Linked DNA regions of Rattus norvegicus: region 1 is linked to region 2. The links are chromatin contacts, called in public Hi-C maps. All regions are on one chromosome and are shown on one strand. Each heading gives the region's core, a stretch centred on a gene start, on an enhancer-like site or on the middle of the called end of the contact. The rest is flanking DNA. Distances are from core to core; before and after follow the strand shown.

Region 1 (5,193 bases), core at 67-2,566, 140 kb before region 2:
TAAAAGTTAGGCATGGAGGAACACACTTAAAATCACAGTGCTGGGGGTAAAGGTAGAGCTAGGAAGATAATTGGGGCTCACCAGCCAATCAGCCTAACATGAGCCCCAGGCCAGTGACAGACTGTCTCAAAAAGAAAGGAAAAAAAAAAAGGAACACAACCTGAAGAATGACATATATTAATTACAAGGGTAACCGCTGGCCTTCACACATACATGTATGTACACACGTATGTATATAGTCTTGGGAATCGAGAAGGGGCTGTCATCTCTCCCTGCCTCATTTTCTACCAGGCATCCATTTACAGGACTCTCTTTAAGAACCTCCTCCTCTGACCCTCGCTCCAGATGACTGAAGGCCAAACCTATCTGTGCTACTGGACTCCACCTCCTGGACAACTCTCCACATAGTTCCAATCTGAAGTCACAATCAGGCTCATGACATGTCTTCTCCTTACGCAGGATGAGGCTCTGTAATCTCTAAATCTAATATTCAAACTCTTCCAAAATGGGACAGTTTTAGAGCACTGACATGACACTAACAAGCAGATGTTTCAGCATTTGACCTCAGGTGACAGGTCAAACTTTAAGTATTCTCAAAATATTTTATGAAATTATACTACTAAATTCAGGCTGTATGTAAACTGTATATGAAACACAAATAAGGAAATAGCTATAGGACCATATATAAATATTGTACTTAAACTTGTATCCCATTAGCAAATACGTAAATTTAAAAAATAAGAAAAAACATTTCAGGTATAATCTGAAACACTTCTGAACTCAAATATTTCTAGTAAGGGATACCACTGACCATTTTAAGATGTTTCCAAAATGGTCCCCCACCAACCTTTTCCAACAAACCTCCAGACAGCCTCTGCCCCAGGCAAACTCCCATCTTACTTAAAAACCTAACTTCCTGAACCATAAAAAAGATCAGCTGCTTGAGCTGCCATAGGGTAAGCTACAGGTTAGCTCTAGACCTTTGGAGCCTAAAGAGACATAATGACGAAAAACCCAAGATGCTGATAAAGACAGGAAACGTTACAGACCTGGTTCTCCTTTACCTTTTATGGACAAAATAGGTCTTATCAAATTTGAGTCTATTGGATGCCTGCCCTGGGGAATTTGGTGATTCTAACACATGGTGGAGAGGAGCCTATTCCTATTCCGCTATTTGGGACTTGATGTATGGCTCTAAACTTTAAGTTCAGAGAGTACTCTTAGGAAAACTATAGCCATGGACACATTGAATGACATGAGAAATATCTAAAGGTGTAAAATTCCAACTGTGTCTTGTGAACAAATCCTGTTAGTCATGCAGAGGCATGGAAATCCTCAGCCAACTGAGTCATCACCCTATGGGCAGTCTTACAAGTCTCCTCTGTAAGAGGAAGGAATTGGATCTTTTCTTTTTGTCTGCAGTTTTCGGCTCTGATATTCACACAGCATCTGGCTTCTGAAATGGGGTGGTGGTGGTGACTTTCTATTCTGGACAAGCATATTTTTGGTTATGAAGCCTTGGGATTGCACACCACCAAAAAAACTGCTCTCCAACAGGAGGGTTCAAGCCATTTAAGCTCCATGAAATGGAACTGAACTGGAGTTCTCTGGGAAACCAGCAAGGGCTGAACTCGCTTGCATGTGTGTAAACTTCTCCCCCACCAACAGCTGCATGACACTTAATCACCCCAAACAGGGACAGATATGAATATTTGATGCAACATGACTCGTAATAGCCAAAAGCAGAGAAACAACTCAAATGTCCACCAAGTTATTAGTGGATAAGCAAAGTTATAAACGAACAAGTATGCTATGTCTATACTGAGGGCTGTTTTCAGCCATAAATGAAACAAAGTACAGATACATGCTACATTCAACATGGATGGATCTCAAAAGCGTACTGAAAGAAAGAAACCAGATACAAGGGACTACAGAGCATACCATTCTATTTATATAAAGTGGTCATAAAGGCTCACTCCAAAAGACAGAAAGTATATTAGCAGCTACCAGAGGCTGGGAGGAATGAATGATAAAGGAGGAACTGGGATGATGGCTAAAAAGTAACTGGTTTCTTTCTAAGGCAATGGAAATGTTCTAAAACTGACCACCGTGATGGTCACAGAACTCTGTGAATATTCTATTGAAAACTACCATATAGTCAGAAAGCCATATATCAAGTTACAACTGGAGATTTAATGGGAGCAAAGACACTTGACCCAAGCAATTCCAACAGGCTAAGCTTGGCCTACAAGGCCTTATTGTTCTAATAATCTAGGGTAACCGCAGGCTTACATCAGTGGCTCTCCACAGCCTTAAAGGGGCATGGATAGGATAGGTAGACAGATACTCCTTAGTGATTACCATGCCTTAGCAGAATAAAGCAGGAGTCTTACCTAAAGTTAAAAAAAAATCCAGGACACAAAATGAAGACAGCAGTGCTAGGCTTTCATCTTGTTTTTAGTTATCTTGTGGGCCCATGTGAAGACTAACTACCTATTCTATGCTGGAAAGATAGCCCAGTGCTTAAGATCATCTGTTGATACTCTTCCAGATGACCTGGATTTAGTTCCCAGCACCCACATCAAGCAACTTACCATCACTATATAATTCTAGCTTCAAGGGATTCCTATGCCTCCTTCTGTTACCATGTGACTCATAACTTAATAAAAGAGGTCAGTCATAATAAACCCAGAGAAATGAGCTGAGCCTTCCTATTCCTGTTTACTTGGAGAGAATGAAGGTAAGACCTACAAAGTCCGTCTAACACAAATCCCCATTAGGTTCTGGCACCAGACAGACACCAGGTAAAGAGCCTACAGCGTAGGTAGTGTTCTACCCCATCCCTTTTCCTCATGCAACAGTAAATGGCAGTCTGCTGAGCTCTTCGGACAGTGTGAAGGGACCACAGGGCTGTTGACACTGTAGACGCTCCTGTAGCCACAGTTTTAGGCTACTGTTTATCAGAGAGGAGATGTATGGCTTATAAAATGCAGACCAGGACAATGAGATCAGCACTTTTAGGTCAGGCTTACTTCGTATTATGGTTTCTGATGTTCATAAAGAACACAACCAAGAACAATTAACTTCGGAAAGAAAAAAAAAAAAAAGACACACTGAAATCAGACTAACAGTCATGCAATACCAACACAGAAATAACACCCAGACACCTTTTAAGCAAGCACGAATTAAGAATGGCCAGATGGAAAGTTTTGAAGTACCAGCGACAATGGCTATTTCTTAAAATTCACAACACAACAAGCTATAACATAACAGAAATGGCTGATAATTTCTCTGCCTGGCTGTCCCATTTCTATTACAACAGGAAACAGTTAAAGGGACATTTCCAAGGAAACATGAGCCCAGCTCCTATTACTTTCCCATAATATACCTACCTTAGAAGGTAAGAAATATATAATTTAGCACACAATTCTAAGGTCTCTTTGGTTTGGAAACACACACACACACACACACACACACACACACACACACACACACACTTAAAAATGTAAAAATTACTTTTTATTTTTAAATAAATTTTGAGATTATAATTAAGCCATTTCCCTCTCCCCCTTCCTTTCCCTAAGCCCTCCCATGAAGTCCTCCATCTTGTCCATGGCTCTCTTGTAAATTCTTGACTTCTTTCCTTATTTATTATTACATCCATACAGACAGACACACACCCCTAAAAAGTAAAACCTGCTCAGTCTGTATGATGTTATTTGTATATTTGTATGGATGCTTTCAGGGCTAACCATTTGGTACTGGATAACCAATTGGTGTGCTCTTCTCTGGGGAAAACTATTTCTCCTGCTCTCATAATTCCTTAGTTATGTATAGTTCCTTATCTAGGGTTAGCACCTCTGATCTTTTATTTCCCATACACATTAGCACATCTATGGTGTTATGCTTGAAATTGTTTTAATTCTTAAAAAGTCTGGGGGTGGGTGGAGAAATAAGACCTGGGGTTTAGTTCCCAGTAACCATGTGACAGCTATAGGCTATAACTATAACTTCAGTTCCAGAGTTGCAGAGTTCTTGAGGCCACATCTAGAAATTGGGCAGGGATTTGATATTGGGCTAGGACCCAGAAGCAGGCTCAAGACCTTGATCATCTTGACAAGACCCTGAATACTTTCCTTATTGCCTAGTTTGTTCCTTGACTATTTGTTTATCATACTGTTGTTCCTTGACCTAGAACTGACTTTATTCTTTGCATGTACCTAGAATGGTATAAAAGCAGACTGGAGAAAAATAAGCCCGCTTCAGCTTCAGAACTGCCTGAGGTCGTGCTACCCTGTTGCCTAATTGTCTTTTTCTTTTTAATCCTTGCTCCCTCCCTGGAGAACCCATTTAATGACTGGGCTGGCTTGGTAACCAGGGGATCAAATGTCCTCATCTGGCCTCTCAGAGCACTGCAAGCATACATTGCACAGATATAAAATGCAGGTGGAAACAACCATATTTGTTTTAAAAAAAAAAGTGAACTTTTTATAAAAAGAATACGAATGGAGATTTTGGTAAAACCTGCTATTCATTTTGTGGTAAGACAAATAGTTGGTATGAGTTATTAGAGCAGTGCTTCTCAACCTTCCTAATGATACAACCCTTTAATGCAGTTCCTCATGCTGTAGTGACCCTACAACCATAAAATTTTTTTGTTGAGACTTCGTGACTATATTTTGCTACTGTTATAAATCACGTTACTATGTGATATGCAGGATATCTAATATGCAATCCCTGTGAAAGGTTTGTTTGACAACCAAAGAAGGAGACCCACTTGCTGAGAACCACTAGTGTAAGGGTAAAAGACGCTTGCTGCTGCCTAGCTTGATAATTTGAGTTGTTCCCAGAATCCACATGGTAAAAGACAACAGATTTCCTGGAGGGCTCCGCTGGTCTTGATATACATTCTACACATGCCAAGACACAGTTCTGCCCTCATACATAAAAATAAATACAATGTGTTTTAGAGCCCACCTACTTATTTATGTCTGAATCGTCAATCTACCACTCACTAACTGCTTTACCTTATGAAAGCTGTTAGCCTCTGTGTGCCTTGCTGAACAGACTACTTCATTGCTGGGTTTGCTGGCAGTGATGAGAATGTTATGCCTTACTCCCCTTAAGGGAATCGATTCACTCTTTGCTGCCAAGTAGTCTTTGTAGATGCCCTTTAATGAGTTGAAGAAGTTA
Region 2 (5,508 bases), core at 1,067-3,566:
GATGACAAGAAGTCCTCACTCAGATTGGCTGCCCACATCAGTGCTTTACTGACTAACTTCAGGTTCCCCAAAGGCTTTTTGATCCCCTGAAGCTGGAGTTACAGGCAGTTGTGAGTTGCCTGTGTGAATCCTAGGAATCATGCATTTTTCTTTTCTTTTTTTTTTCTTTTTTTTCTTAACTTGAGTATTTCTTTTTTTTTTTAACTTTTATGCTCATTTTTTTTTATTAACTTGAGTATTTCTTATTTACATTTCGAATGTTATTCCCTTTCCCGGTTTCCGGGCAAACATCCCCCTAATCCCTCCCCCTCCCCTTTTTTATGGGTGTTCCCCTCCCCACCCTCCCCCCATTGCTGCCCTCCCCCCAACGATCACGTTCACTGGGGGTTCAGTCTTAGCAGGACCAAGGGCTTCCCCTTCCACTGGTGCTCTTACTAGGATATTCATTGCTACCTATGAGGTCAGAGTCCAGGGTCAGTCCATGTATAGTCTTTGGGTAGTGGCTTAGTCCCTGGAAGTTCTAGTTGCTTGGCATTGTTGTTCATATGGGATCTCGAGCCCCTTCAAGCTCTTCCAGTCCTTTCTCTGATTCCTTCAACGGGGGTCCTATTCTCAGTTCAGTGGTTTGTTGCTGGCATTCGCCTCTGTATTTGCTGTATTCTGGCTGTGTCTCTCAGGAGAGATCTACATCCGGGAATCATGCATTTTTCAAAGGCTTCTCTGCCTTCTGCTGTTGTTTTTGAACAAAATCTGAAACATTCAATGTTGCCAATAAAGGTTCCAGAGCCAGATCCTCAGGTGAAAGCCTGCTAGCTCAGAGAGGCAGTGAAAACACCCAGTTGGCTTTCCTCCACAGCAGATGTCCCAGAAGGAAAAAGTAACTTTTCCTTCTCCAAGCCACCTCAAAACCCCCTCAAACTCGATGTTCATCCCTTCTACTTCCTGTGTGTGTGTCTGACTTCCTCTTACTCTCTGTTTTTTTCTTTGTCCACTTCCTGTCAACTGATTGCTTGCTCTGCCTCTCGACCTATGGTTGACTTTATTAAGTCCTGTTTACAATAAACAGAAAACTCTTGGATAAAAGGTGTATGCTAGGGTTGAGCCTCACCACAACTAGGAACAGGTTTTTCCAGTAAACAACACCACAGGGGTCTCAGTGTGATCAAAAATCCTGCAACACTCTGCAAGAGTAGGATATGCTCCTAACTACTGAGCTACCTCTTAAACCCCACAATTTGATTTTGTTACTTGATTGCACAGTTGTGGATTAGGAGCTCTGTACATGACGGTGTTGTTATATCTCAATGTTAAAAGGCTGGACATGATGACTGGGGCATTAGTGAGGCCTATCTTTGGGTGTATCTGTGAGAGCATTTTCGTGGAGGATTAATAGAGGCTAGAAGACCCACCCTCAATGTGAGGAGCCCCATTTCACAGGCTGGGGTCCTGGAATGAATATGAAGGGAAAATGAGTTTCAACTGAACTCCAGCATTCCTTTTCTGTGCTTCTTAGTCTTTCTAGATATGAGTAAACAGCCTCCAGCCCCTGCTGCCACAGCCTTGAGTTTCTCCCACTGCCTGCCACAATGGAAGCAGCCTAAAATATCAAAATAACTCTTATCTCAGTTATTTGGTATACTATCAAGAAAGAGAATTAATATAGTAATCATAATAACATAAAGCAAATTCAATATAGTTTTTAAAAGGCACGTGAGTGTGGGCTCTCCAAATATTGTACTATACTCAACTCTTTACAGACTGTAGGTAATCAAAATCTTAGAGAGCAAAAATTTTATATAATGTGAAAATACTTTAGTCCAATCAACTTTTCTTTTCCTTGATGTTATAGTCAAGCCCTAAACTGCTCACAATCTGCCCCTGCCCCTATTTGTTTTTCGTTTCTTTTTAAATCTCTCTTTTTATTTTCTTTTTGAGAAAGTCTTCCTATACAGTTCAGGCTGGTCTTGAACTTACTATGTAGGCTACTCCTCCTGCCTCCACTTTAAGTGTGCTAGGATTATAGGTATATGCCTCCATGTCCAGCAATCCGTTTTTTATCTCAAGCACTCACTGTCTGTCTTCATTGCCTTCTCCTTACACGATCCTTCTGGTGAGGTTGTCTTGGAGTTCCAACAGTACAATGTGCTTACTATCTTCTTCAAGCCTTCACATCTACTGTTTCCTTGTCCTAGTTCACTCTTTCAACCTCTCTGTTTTGGCAGCTCCTCACTGCAGAGTCTCCGTGGAGCCTGGTCAGCAGTACAGACATTAGCTGTTACATTTTAGCTCCTTCTCTGTTCTGCTGAAATTCCAGCCCTTGATTTCATCAGAGCCCTGGTTACAAAGGCACTGTGTTTTCCTGTCCAATCGACTGTCTCTCCCTAGATGGATCTTTCTGAGGTTGGGAATATGATACTATTTCACTGCCTTGTCTCCATCCCCAATGTAGTGTCTTGCATATAGGAGTACTCATTTTTTTTTAATTTAATGAACAGGTGGGGGAGGGAATCCAAGAATATAGTTTGGTTTTATAATCTGTTCAAAGAAATTTATTTCGAGAAGTCTACTTTATAGAAATGTCTTCAAGTCTTATGAAAACATGATATATGCATAAATCATGCGTTTTTCAAAAGCTTCTCTGCTTTCTGCTGTTTGTTTTCATTATACAAATCTTTCTTTTGTTAGGCTTTTGTGGTCCACAAACTACATTTGAAGGCAGCCTACAGATTACCCTTATAGTCTGAAGAGAGACTGTTTCCTGTGGCTATAATAAGAACCTGATTGCTAATGTTTGCAGCAATTTAAAGGATACATCATGAATAATGATCAGCTCTTACGGCTGACTAAATGCCAAGGGAAAACAGCATGTCCCCCAAGAGCTAGTGGCAGGTTCTGTCTTTGTAGCCTATAGCGCTCCAAGTTATTTGTTTATAGCCAGAAGACTAATTGTTAATCAATGTGTTTCTGAGTGAAAAAGAGACCCAGATGTTACATGCTAATTTTCTTTTTTTTTCGAGTGTGTCAATTTATGCAATTCTAGCTTGAAGGCTGAAAGAGTCAATCAGTCACACCTGACTAGCTGCTCTGCATGAAAATATGAACAATAATGTTTTCTCTCTGGAATTTGAAGAAGAAAATCTCATTAGAACAGGAGCTGTTCTGAGTCCCCAGTAAAGTGCAGAGAAGAAGGCCAATTGATTAAGGATTAGAAAGTGATTGGTTGTTGTGTGAAGTAGCTGGTGGAGTGTTGGGAGGAAAAGAGTAATGGAAGGGACCCAAATTTTTCCAGGGTCCCGGCATATGGATTTGTTTACTTCTGAAGGTAATTGCCAGCTGAGGTTCAAATTCTTGCATCTCATTTCAGATTTGAATGATGGAGAAATTATTCTTTTTTTAAAATAAGAAATTGAATTCAAGTTGTATAGACTTAAAATGTTGATGCTTGTAATTGGCTAGATTTATGGATACAGGATTTCACAATTAGATTCTCATTTAGGAAAAAGTACCTTACTTTATTTAGAAAATTAGTCATCAATTAGTCAAAGTGGATTTGCTTCTGAGGCCTAAACTATTTGGATTCATTTCATGTAAATGTTTTCTAGGAGCTAGATTCTTGAATTGAAAGAGAAACATAAGCCAACATAATAACATATTTAATGAACTGCACAAAAGAACCTGGAAAATTCCATCCTGTCCAAACATTAAAACAGGAATCACTATTAAAGGAGCAGAATGATTTCCATTTCCCCCACAAAGCCCCAATCATTGTAGGTTATCATATACAGAGTAGGACATTTACTTATTTTTCATTTTCTGAATTTCTTCTTGTATAATGCCAGATTTCTTAAAACTTTTGCTCTGACTTGTCTGATTTAAAGCTATCGTTGGCAACATGGAATCAGTTGTTTCTCAAATGAGATCAGAAATCCCTTTGGGTAGAGTATGTGTGTTCATGTGTATGTTGAGCTGCTAAAGCAGTTATGAAGACAGTTTATAAAGTATACTTCAAAGTCATGAGCAGGGATGTGGATTTATGATTAGTCTCTTCCCAAATGTATATACCTCATTCTTTGCCACCCTTTATTTCTCAATGATTTCAAAAGTTGCCATGGAATTTTCAACACAGGTGCTTGAATGTAATAATGGCCTTAGGGTCTCCTCCTTTGCACATTTTGTTACCTACTTGGAGGGTGAATTTCTCAAAATCGGGAGTTGTTCCATAGCCAGATATAGGAGAATAAACAGGGCCCAGCCTAAGTAAGGAGTCAGGGTGTTTCAGAAGACAGAATCTATAGGATATATAGATAGATAGATGGCAGGGTTTATTAGGGTCAATAATTTTTATGATTATACATGCTAAGGAGTTGTTTCTCAATGTAGGCCTCCTGCAAACTCTAGGCTTGAGGGTGCCTGAAAGCTTTGGAACTTATGGTGAAGTTATCAGTTTGAGGCCAAAGTTTCTAGAAACTGATCATGAGGGGATGCATGGCAAGCTATTAGTATACATTTTGGTATATAAAGGCCAGAGAATATGGAGCTTTGTTGTCCAAGGGCAGAAAAAGAGTGTATCCCAGGTTAAGGAGACAGATAACATTTCTCCTGTCTTAGGGTTTTACTGCTGTGAGCAGACACCATGACCAAGGCAATTCTTATAAGGCCAACATTTTTTTGAGGCTGGCTTACAGGTTCAGAGGTTCAGTTCATTATTATCAAGGCAGAAACATGGCAGCATCCAGGCAGGCATAGTGCAGGAGGAGCTGAGAGTTCTACATCTTGATCTGAAGGCTGCTTATACAATACTGGCTTCTAGGCAGCTAGGGTGAGGGTCTTAAAGCCCACAGACACAGTGATACACCTACTCCAGTGTAAGATCCTGCAGGACAGTTAACGAGGGTGCTGGGGGTACCTGGAAGAGAATGGGGGACAAGAGACGTGAAGAAGGACGCCAAGACAAGAGTCTGATCAAGGCGACAATTTTATTTTTCCCCAAGGCTGAATTTATACCAGTCAGCAGGATGTTGGTTTTTCAGAAAGGTTACAGGTCATCACATGTATTTCTCAGCAAGGTCAGAGCTTTATCATATTATTATTCATTTTGACCACCAGATTTGAATTAGTCTTCTGCAGCTGGCTGGGTATTTTCCATGAAACCAGTCATACTTACTTCTAACCATAATAATAACATCAACAATGGAGGGCTTCAAGGGCATTGTTCCCAACACTCCATCAGGGCCACAACTTCTAATAGTGCCACTCCCTGGGTCCAGCATCTACAAACTATCACATTCTCTTTTGTTATGAATCTAGGTTCCCAGGTTTTTGTACAATATCTACTTATATTGAAAGCAGATCTCAACTTCATTCATTTACAAATCTCTGGAAAAAAAACCCTTACAGATACACCAATACACAATGATTCACCAGTTCTCTTGGTATTTTCAATCAATTTGACACCTAAAATTAATACCATGCAAGAAAGGGATGGGTGTGGATGCTGGTGTCTGTAAC

The links. A called contact is a pair of places that touch in the nucleus more often than the background predicts.
Region 1: a Hi-C map of the A7r5 cell line shows a contact between it and region 2, with 2.0 times the contacts expected there. The contact joins two enhancer-like sites. A contact is called at or near these places in 4 of 12 Hi-C or Micro-C datasets (the A7r5 cell line, the Rat2 cell line, Schwann cells and 1 more).

What each region holds. Positions count from the first base shown.
Region 1 is chrX:41,342,519-41,347,711 of GRCr8, reverse strand. All of the region lies in intron 1 of Sms (spermine synthase), which reads right to left. Among named protein-coding and RNA genes, the nearest start is that of Sms, 13 kb to the right of the region's middle. Within about 2 kb of position 1,316, at least 10 of the 93 cell types and tissues checked have an H3K27ac peak or open chromatin away from gene starts, as enhancers often do. A contact at or near this core is called in the A7r5 cell line, where this site is marked.
Region 2 is chrX:41,201,234-41,206,741 of GRCr8, reverse strand. No RefSeq gene overlaps it. Among named protein-coding and RNA genes, the nearest start is that of Mbtps2, 22 kb to the left of the region's middle. Within about 2 kb of position 2,316, at least 1 of the 93 cell types and tissues checked has an H3K27ac peak or open chromatin away from gene starts, as enhancers often do. A contact at or near this core is called in the A7r5 cell line, where this site is marked.